Linked DNA regions of Columba livia: region 2 is linked to region 1. Evidence: chromatin contacts called from public Hi-C data. All regions are on one chromosome and are shown on one strand. The core of a region is the stretch at or near the end of the contact, and the rest is flanking DNA. Distances in the headings are between cores, read along the strand shown.

What was found. A called contact is a pair of places that touch in the nucleus more often than the background predicts.
Region 2: a Hi-C map of liver shows a contact between it and region 1, with 4 times the contacts expected there. The contact joins two enhancer-like sites. A contact is called at or near these places in 2 of 2 Hi-C or Micro-C datasets (crop and liver).

What each region holds. Positions count from the first base shown.
Region 1 is chr19:4,808,600-4,813,462 of bColLiv1.pat.W.v2, reverse strand. It overlaps ABL1 (ABL proto-oncogene 1, non-receptor tyrosine kinase), which reads left to right. Exons shown (of 11, transcript XM_065035191.1): 5 at 3,334-3,418; 6 at 3,772-3,949. Among named protein-coding and RNA genes, the nearest start is that of QRFP, 20 kb to the right of the region's middle. Within about 2 kb of position 1,567, at least 1 of the 3 cell types and tissues checked has an H3K27ac peak away from gene starts, as active enhancers do.
Region 2 is chr19:4,852,118-4,857,102 of bColLiv1.pat.W.v2, reverse strand. The region is part of intron 1 of ABL1 (ABL proto-oncogene 1, non-receptor tyrosine kinase); the gene reads left to right. Among named protein-coding and RNA genes, the nearest start is that of ABL1, 17 kb to the left of the region's middle. Within about 2 kb of position 2,727, at least 1 of the 3 cell types and tissues checked has an H3K27ac peak away from gene starts, as active enhancers do.

The DNA.
Region 1 (4,863 bases), core at 318-2,817:
TCAAAAGATACAAGAGGAGAAAAAAGTGTTTCCAAGCTAAAATATATTAGCATTCATAAGTGGCTTTAACGAGGAACTGGATAATCAGTTCTGTTTCTGGCTCTGCTCCCTGATTTGTGTCTTGGTTTCCGTGTCTATTGAAATGCAAATAATGCTCTGTGAGTTCATAAGGTCATTGCTTAATTCATTTATGTTTATAAGAAATGTCTTGAGATCTTCTGGCACCATCCACGCACATTGCATTTGATTGCTTAATAGGAGTTTATGCTAACTTGACACCGTGTTCTCTCTCCTCGAATGGGGATGTGGTTTGGTCTTGCAGAAACAAACAGAACGGGGTTTTTTGTTTGTTTCTTGGGTTTTTTGCAGTGGAAACTTTGAAGTGGAGAGAACTGTGTAGATGCTTTAGTGTCGGGGGAAGAACATTTCCTTGATTTGGGGAAAATATTTCTTCCTTACTCTCTGAGCAGCGGCTACCTCAGTAATTCTCGGTTGCCATGGTTGCAGAAAGTACTTTCATTTTGGCCTTTTTTGTCCTCTGGAGATTCCTGTTGCTGCTCCCCAGTGGAGAGTCCAAGCTCCTGCTTGCACAGGGAGCGAGTGACACCTAGTGACATCCCAGCTCGGATCCGTCGCGCTGGGGACCGCAGGGCTTGCTCGGAGCGTTGTGGTGCGGATGGAGCTGGGATGTGACCAGGCTGAACAAAACGCCTGTTTCTCCTGAACAGGAGAGACTGGTTGTTTCCAGGAACATAATTTGCTATAACATCTCTCTTCCTGCTTCCGGATGCAGCGTGAGGATATTCCATGTCTTCAGATTTCTCATTTTTGCTCCAAACTGTAGTTGTTACTTTCATTCTCTTCTCTCTAAAACCCATCAGCAAAAGCAAATTGTGTGTCATCCAATAAAATGTGTTAGTGCATAGGAGAAGCCTAAATACAGACCATGGCTGTTTCAAATATATCAAATAAATATTTAATGCAACATAAGTAAAAGCGGTTCATAATGTAGTATGAAGCAGCATGTTCCACTGGGGAATGTAAGAGTCACCAAGAAGAGAGTTGAGAAACACTTCAACCTGCAATTACGCACACTAAACCCATCCTTAAAAGCAAATTTATAATCCACCTTCTTTAAATCCATCAGCGCACTGCCTGACAGCTGGGATTATAGCTTGCTTCAAAGTTTTGGGAAACATTTTAAAATCACATTTATATCCCAGTTCTGCTGGGGAAAACAAGCCCTCCGCAGCTTCTGCACAAACCTTCACATGACTCACTTTATTTTCCTCTGAGAGAATATTCTTCACAATTTCATGTGACTCTTCGTGATCCTTCCCCATGTACTCCAGCCAGCTTGATAAGAAAGATAAAGGAGGGGGGGGGACTAAAGGGGAAAAACCATTGTTCCAGCTTCTTTTTGAACAGTGATGCTTACAAACACCCATTTGTTGTTGGTTTTCTATGAAGTCTCTCAGCGTGGCTCACAGCTGGTGCAAACCGCTGGATCGCGCAAGGCGGCGAGCACAGCAGCACACGCCGTTCCTTGGTTGCATTTTACTGGCAAGTCCTGGTCAATGCCTTGCTAATTAGATGCTTCCAGTTAAAACAGATCATGTGCATTGCGCAGGACACATTGGTGTTTATAAGGGTCTGTCATCGTACCACGACACACTCAGAATTTGGGGTTTTACACCAGATGTTGATGGAGAGGAGCATGAAGTAGGAGTGGGGCTGTGACCTGTGTGTCGCTGGACTGAATGCCGCCTGCTGTGACCATGCCCAGCGCTTGTTCCCCGCGAGGGCCATTTAAAGGCCATTTAATCTCAGCATGTTCCTCACTGCACTATTCAGTCGCCATCCTCAAGACTGCCTCTTATTTTTTCTTATTGTTTTCCCCAGCAGAGAAGCCTGTGTTTCAAATTAGGCAACATGCAACCCTGATGTCCCTTAATGCCAGGGAGTGGACCTGTGCTCTGCTAGGAGAATATTGTGTAGCCAGAACTGGTTTATTTCTTCCGTGGCTTTGTCCGGTGGAAGAAGGAAATTGGTTAAGCTTGATCCTTTGCATAAGATCGGGTTTTCAGAGAGATCATTTTACAGTAGTGCTCTGTATGTGTCCTTCTTATTAATTTGGTCACTGAAAGGTGAGAGATTTAAAAAGGTGGCACAGCTGTGCAGAGGAGCGACCTTGCAGAGCCTGTATGGCGTGCGTAAGATAAATGCATATTTAGGGTAATTTTGCAACCTGGATTGTTAACCCGGTTTCCTCTGCCAAAGAAAACAGTTTAAGGATCTACTCACAAGGACCTTTGGGCTATTAGTTTTGACAGAATGTGTTCAGCAAATCGCAGCTGCCAATCAAGCTAATTGGCAAGGAATAGTAAATGATTGAATGAAACTGTTTGAGAAGGGTTCTGGTTGCTAACTGCAGAGCGGGGAGCTGGCTGGATTGCACAGCAAGCTGCCCACTGTTATCATGCTCACCAGCAGCAGTAAATCCTTCCCAATCCTTCCTTAAAACACTTCGTCCATGTAGCCTGTCAACATTAATCCACCGATGAAAAAAAAAATATGGATATAGAAAGAAACATTGCTTTAGGAATAGATCCGTGCTTTTACACCACTTTGAAATGACCTTCTGGCCATTTGGGGTGTATTTTCTTCTGAAAAATATGTCTTTTGAGCAAGATCTTATCTTCCTCGGGTTTGTGTTGTGCCAAGCAACTTTATGGCGTTCAACAAATAGGTGGTGACACGTCTGCCTGGACGTTACGTCATGGGTCAGGCTCTAAATGCCAGAAATCTGTGAAACCTCGGGATTTCAATTAAGGAGAAGCTGCTGTCGGTCCTGCCCCCGTCTGAACGGGGGGATTTCTTGTTCCTGCCCAGTGAAACCGGGGACCCGCATTTCAGCTGCTTCTCAAGCATTCGATTGTGGCGAATCCTTCCTTTTCTGTTGCTTCTTGGTTTTTTTCTGTACTTTTTATTTTGTGTTATCTTCTGCTCTGTTAGGAACAAGCACATTATTCCTTTTCAACTCCTGAATGGTCCTGTGAGAGGCCTTTCACAAAAGGGATATGGATTTTCTTGCCCCAAAAAGCTATGTTAGAATAGGAATGATAAAAATATATACGTTTTTAAATCCTACAAAAAAAAACACCCCAACGTTCCTAATTCCCTGGCATTGTGATGTGGCTACAGGGAAAAATTACCTTAAAAGAACTGTGGCTTATGTTGTCACTTTGCAGTTCGTTTTTGCGTCCACATACAAAAAATCTGCTCCTTCTTTGTGCGCGCTGTCCTTGCCAAAGCTTTGCCATTGTTCTGCAGGAGGATACCATGGAGGTGGAAGAGTTCTTGAAAGAAGCTGCAGTAATGAAGGAGATCAAGCATCCGAACTTGGTGCAATTATTGGGTAAGTGATAAATACTAAGCAGAGGGATTGGAACTGAACTCTTGTGCAATGATATGGATGTTAAGGAGCAGATAAGCTGCTTACCATACCAAGGCTTTAAATACAGACACTTATTGTCTGGCAAAATTCACAATTTGTACCACTAATACATGATTTTTAAGGATCTCGTCTCCCTAATGTTTAAATTGCCAGAGCCCGAAGCAGGGAATTAAAACCCTCTATTAACCATTTCCAAGCAGAACTCATTCTTTCTGTGAGCCCCATATTTCTGCCTTCTAGAGGGTTTAAATTGCCCTGGAGAAGATTCACTGATATTCTCAAACATTCCTTGTAAACTTTCTGCTGGTCCCTAGGGGTGTGCACACGGGAACCTCCTTTCTACATCATTACGGAGTTCATGACGTACGGGAATCTGCTGGATTATCTGCGCGAGTGTAACCGGCAGGAGGTGAACGCTGTGGTGCTGCTGTACATGGCAACTCAGATCTCCTCGGCCATGGAGTACCTGGAGAAGAAAAACTTCATTCACAGGTAGGAAGGACAGTGGGCACCGCTGAATTTCAGCACAAAACACCTCTTGATTTATTTTTCCTGCCTTTCAGGTTATCATGGCATTGACTTAAAAGCAGTTGGTGTCCTATAGTTAACACACTAGCGTGTTGTGTTTTGATACTGCACATTAACCTGTCTATAGGATATTCTCCTAATTGGTTTTGTCTCAGTGTTTTTCTCTTACCTTTGAAGTAGATGCAGGTGAACGACTTGCCAGTACTTTTATATTTTGGGCCAGGGCCTTAAATGTGGATGCTTCCCAAAGTAACAGGCTCTTAATGGAGCAGATAAGCTACTGCTCCACCTTGGTTCTAACAGCCATTGAAAGCTGCTGCAGTTGATGTTGCTGGATGCATGCAGGTGCTCTCAGCAAAGCCACCCCCTTAGTGCCGCCCTATCCTGTGTTCTTTCTTGTTTGTTTGACTTTTTTTTGCCATCCTCTGTAGGGATTATTTCCCACTATTGTCCAGATTGTGTATTCAGTTTAATAAGCATCTCTGCAGTCTTAAAAGTCTCAGAGACTCTGACCTTTAAGTGTGCTGCAATTATGGCTGGAGCTTTGCATTCTTCATCTGCAGAAGTGGCCTCCTAGCAATATAATGACACATCCTGCGCGAAGGTTTGAGACGCTGAGCTTTTATACAAGATGTTCTCTGTGCCATAGTGTGACCTTTCCTGCCCAATTAACTGCAATATGAAATTAGCACGTGTTTTTTTTCATAGAGACAAATAGGAAGATTGTGTGTGAAGTTCTAGGTGCTCCTCCAAGTCATACATTGTGTTTGCTGCTTGAAAGGCCTGTTTAAATGCTTCTGTCAGTCAATAAAGGGAACGGTGATGCTGCAGATTAAGATTTCCAGCCCTTGATTTGCTCTGTTGAAAGTATTTCATCC
Region 2 (4,985 bases), core at 1,478-3,977, 42 kb before region 1:
GCCTGTAGCAATAAATTTTAGGAAATTCCTTCCCGCCCTTTATTAAGCCCTACATAATAGCTTCCGCTACTCACTCATACATTCATTAAGAAGAATTAAATGAGTGCTGGCGGCCATTAGCAGAGCGTTTAATAACCTCTCCAAGGGAAGGTGCAGCAGATTGGAATAAATGAACAAGAGCGAAAACAAATGAAATAACTTCATGGAATATGCTCAACTAATTTGTTCGTTAAAAAAAAAAATAACTTATTTACAGGAATGTAGCACTTTAAATGGTTTGAGACCCCTGGCTGAAGAGTCCGCGTTGGGAAGATCCACAGGCAGCGGCAGTGAGCGTTTGGCTGCGGTGCCCGGTGGGAGGGCTGGGGGTTTTTTGGGGAGAGAAAGGGCATTTTTGAATGTTCTGCCCGTTTCCCAGCTGTGGAGGCTGTCGGCAAGGCGGGGGGGGTGTCTGGCTGGAAGGAGCTGGACTGTAACCAACAGCTCATCCCGTCTGGTACCAGCCGTGTCCCATTGGGATCGCTGGTGGTGGCCGGTCCCTGCCAGGCTGGGTTATGTGAACACGCGAGACCTGTGACCAGGGAGCAAATCACCCCCCGCACCAGTTCTTAACTGCTGCTTAAAGATTCACTGGCACTGACGTTTGGCATGTGAAGGATCAGAGCCTAAATACCCCTAAATGGCTTTTCTGAAATAAAGATAATTTAGCGGGTATCACTGCCAGTAGTTTGCTTAGGAAAGCTCAGCTTGTGGAGCACTGGAACTACTGGGAGACCTGGAGTTCTGTGGTACCTGTGGAGCGGCTGAGGAGTTTCCCACTAGTGAGTCCCTTCCACTCCTGACAGTGTTTCAATGTCCACGTGCAGATGAAGAAAAGTCACTGGGACAGGTGTGGATTAAAATGCTCTTTTAATAATTTGTGAGGCTGCTTAGCTGGATATACCTTTCCTATTGTCTTGGTGGAAAATAAGCAGAGTGTTAAGATGACACCAGCTGCTGTGACACAAGCCTGCTCCTGTGTGTAAATTAGAATAGCTGGGCATTCCAGCTTAAAGCAAGCACTGGACACACGTGGAACTCCCAATGTCATGGGAAATGTGTCTCAGCCTTGCTCAGCAGCCTTTAGTGCTCAAGGATCCGATCCTGCCGAGTTTAGCACACTCCAAAGCTTCAGGCTGGCTTTTACTTGCAAAATTAAAAAAAATATACTAAATAAAAAGTGCAAAGACTTTACAGTAGTCGTTTCTATGGCTAGCGTTTCATAACGGAAATACTGGCAACCTTAATTGCATTTTACTCTTACCTGTTTTAGTGGTAAAAATATTCACATGTGATTCAGGTGGTGTGGATGACGAGGTTTTTGTTGAGATTTTGTGGCTGCTCTTCCTTTTTCTTCTGTAGTCATTTCTGATCTCATTTGAAGACCTCAATGAGTTGAGAACAATGACACAATAATTGCTGTTATTGAACCAAAGATGCAGTTTAAGACTTTTACCTGGATCACTACATTTGATTGATATTTTAATTTGTTTTTTTTGGCAGATGAAAGATAATGAGAATCAGTTGCAGTTGAAAATATTTGCACTGGAGAATTTCTTGGTTTTTTAAAAGTTATTATTTTTTCCCTACTTCCTAGTACATAAGCAAGTTTTCTATTGTAAATTCTTCATTATATTTTAAGCATCAACAGTATACAAATGGAGAGAATCTGCACAAATGATTTCAATATGCGATATGCTGCTAATACGCTCAGAATATCTTATTCTAGTCTCTGTGCCAGATAATAGCTCAGATAATAGCTTTCAGACACGTTGTAAATAACGCTGGAGATGCTACAACATTTGTTTTTAATGTACAAATGTAGATATACGAACCTGGTTGTTTGCATTGCTTTATAAACAGCGTAATCGCCTTTCATCTAAAGGCAGAAGTAACTGGGAGAGAGGAAGACTGTGATAGAGCAGATTGGTTTTGGATCCCTCTCGTGCTGTGATACGTGGACAACAAAGTGTTCCGAGCGGCAGAAATGAGCCTGCAGCTTAGCACAAGAGCGGGATGAAATACCGATGATGAGCTCATGTATTCTTATGGGGTCACTCCCCTGCTAGTAAATAGCAGCGTTGGTAATTCTTGCTATTTTCTTGCAAGTTTGCAGTATTTCACAGTGGAGCCCTGGCTTCTGAAGACAGGGGGGAGAAGCTGAGATATTAAAAGCAGCCAAGGAGCAGCCCCCACCTCTGTCTCCATTTTCCCCACCGCTTTCCTCCTGGTGTGAGTTGGTGGGACTGGGGCAGATCTTTCTCCTTTTTAATCCTGCTGGAAGCTTCTGTTCCAAAATCGAGACACTAAGTTAACGGCACGATGTAAACTGCAAGTGGTTGCCCTGATGCTAATAAAAGCTCATAATTGTAATAATATCTTTATTGGTTCGAAACAATTCCCAAGTCCTTTCTTCCTTTCAAGTCGTCCAAGCCATTGAGCGCTCTGACATTTGATCGGAGCCGGGGCAGCCGCAGAGCCGAGCGGCAGCTTGCTAATGGATTTCTGATTGTTCTCCCGGTCCATTCTCCTCCTGATGAATGGCGCGGTCTGGGGAGCTGATAAAAACACTTTGCCATCATGTCATTACGTTTCTCCCGGAGAGAAGAGCAGATTTCCTCTTCTGTCCTGATAGCTGGCTATCCTGCTCAATTAGAGATATATCTATAGAGAGAGAGGAGCAGCCTCCCTATTAGAAGCTGCAATTAGTCTTACAGCTTATATTAGGTCTTTCCTGGGCGGCTGCTGGAATCCCTGCTTTCTCTGGGGAGGCTAGAGCAGGTTTTCCTACCATCATTTTGTTTTGTGAAAGCCTTCAAGCCCCCATGTTGCACAGCTGAGTGGTTGGGGCTTTCTGTGGGGAGGTGTGTGTTGGGGGGGGTGTTTTTCGGCCTCCTGAACAAAACACCTTTTGATGCCAGGCCTCTACATTTCAGGCGAATGTTGCCACGTCTGCCCGGGGTCAACACGCGGAGTCCCCTCCAGAGCTGCCTTCAATGGGGCTTTTATGCCGGGAGCTCCTAAATGTGCTGCGGCTGTCGGTTCAATAACTCAGGTTATATGGGTTTGGGATGCCTGTTCTAGGGCTTGGGGGGGTGCTAACGGGGAAATTCAGGATGATCTTTTAATTTCAGTTGTTACAGGATAACAAGCATCTTGAAAATAAAATAACAGTGTGGAAAAAACCCTGATTAGGAATGATTCATTGCAGTATTTTTATCAACTTAAACCCAGCATTTGCAGCCCCTTTACCATCTCTAACAACTTTAACCAGCTCATTCCTTTCCCTTGAAGGATTGATTCCTTTCCCACTACTCCCGGTGAGCTGTGAAAGTGAATTTCGGGCTTTGTAATTAAGATACCTTGAGTTATTTCTGATTTGTCAACATGACTAATGAAAGGGGCTGTGCCTTCTGGCTCCTTTCACAGCCGTGGTCTTGCCCGTGGAGGCGTTTTGGGGGTTTGTGGGTGTAAATCAGCGGTGTGCCAGCCTGCACACTGCAGCTGGAATGGCACAGCATGGCCCACTGAGATCCCCTCCAGGCTCTGCACCCGTGGCTTTTGTTTTCTGGAGAACTCCAGGTTGATTTAAGCATGGGTTTTGAGGTTATTGAAGATAGCTGATGATAAACTGTGGTGTAACAGACCTACATGCTAAACATTAATAATGCCTTGCAGTATGTTTTATTCCCATGCATCTGAGAAATACCTGCTGTGTGATTTAGCTTGTATTTCAGTATATATATCTTCTTCTTCCCCTCCCAATTTTGGAAAAAATACCCAATGAATTGTTGGCTTAGTCAGCGCTGGTTTTGTGGCTTAAAAGTTCAGGCTGTGTATTTCTTTTCATCACAATCCCATTATATTCCACAGCTACCTGTGTCGACCTGGTTCAGATAAACAGTATTAACTTGTATTAAAACCCAAACCCCGTGTCCATGAGCTGTGCTATCTTTTCTTTCCCTCTAGATAAGTCGTATCGAGGTTAAGTCCTTCCCATGCAGGCCGTTGCCTCTAGGGAGAGCTGACGTACAACACAGGAACATCGGTGGGTTTTCGGAAGCAATATTCATTTATTGGGCTCATCTTCTCTTGACAAGAGCGTCGTTTGGTCAGCACACGTTGTCTTTTGGTAGGATTTTGAAGTGATAACTCCCATTGTTGTAAGAAGCTTTTAAGCAAGAACTTCGTGCTTCCATTGAACAGAGAAGGCCAGTTTATCTTCCTCTCTCGCTGTTACTCACTTGTTTTGACTGGTACTCTCGCCGTTCCTATTTTTCCTATTTACATGATTTTTCTGCCTCTTTGTTTCATCTCTAGTCACTTCAGAAAACGCAAGCCAGCGGGATTTCCTGCAAACCTAGCACGGCTAATGGATCAGTTTCAAAGCCATCGGATCTGGCCCTACTGAGCACTCCTCACAGGAGGGCCCATGTTCGGGACAGAATATCTGATGGTGTCACGTTGCCCGGTGCGGTCCCCGCTGAGATGTGCAGCTGGAGCCCTCCTCTCTACTCTTTTGTTTGACTCCTCGATAAAAGCAAGTTGATTATTTTAACTTGTAATAGTTATACCCCCGTCCTGTGGGCAGGCTAACGCCAGATATCTGTACAGGCTTCCATTATCTCTTCATTCGTAGGGCAGAAAATGCGAAGAAATGCGCTGCTTTTTCCCGTGGATCTGTAACGCTTTGGTTTAGTAACCGGTTTGGGGCCTTGTTTGCTGTTTTAAGCGCAGCCATTTGGGTGTTTTCTTTCTTTTGAAAGGCTGCCAGCAAAACAGCATATTCAAATGTTTCCAAACTTTCCCGATTACGTAGAAAATAATCGCTGTGCCAGAACCACCAGGAATCTTTCTTATCATACATGGTTTTTTTCTTTGATTACAGTCTTGCTGTAAAGCGGTGTTTAGGCAAACATTCCTCTTTGTGTTCCCCGGGATGGGCT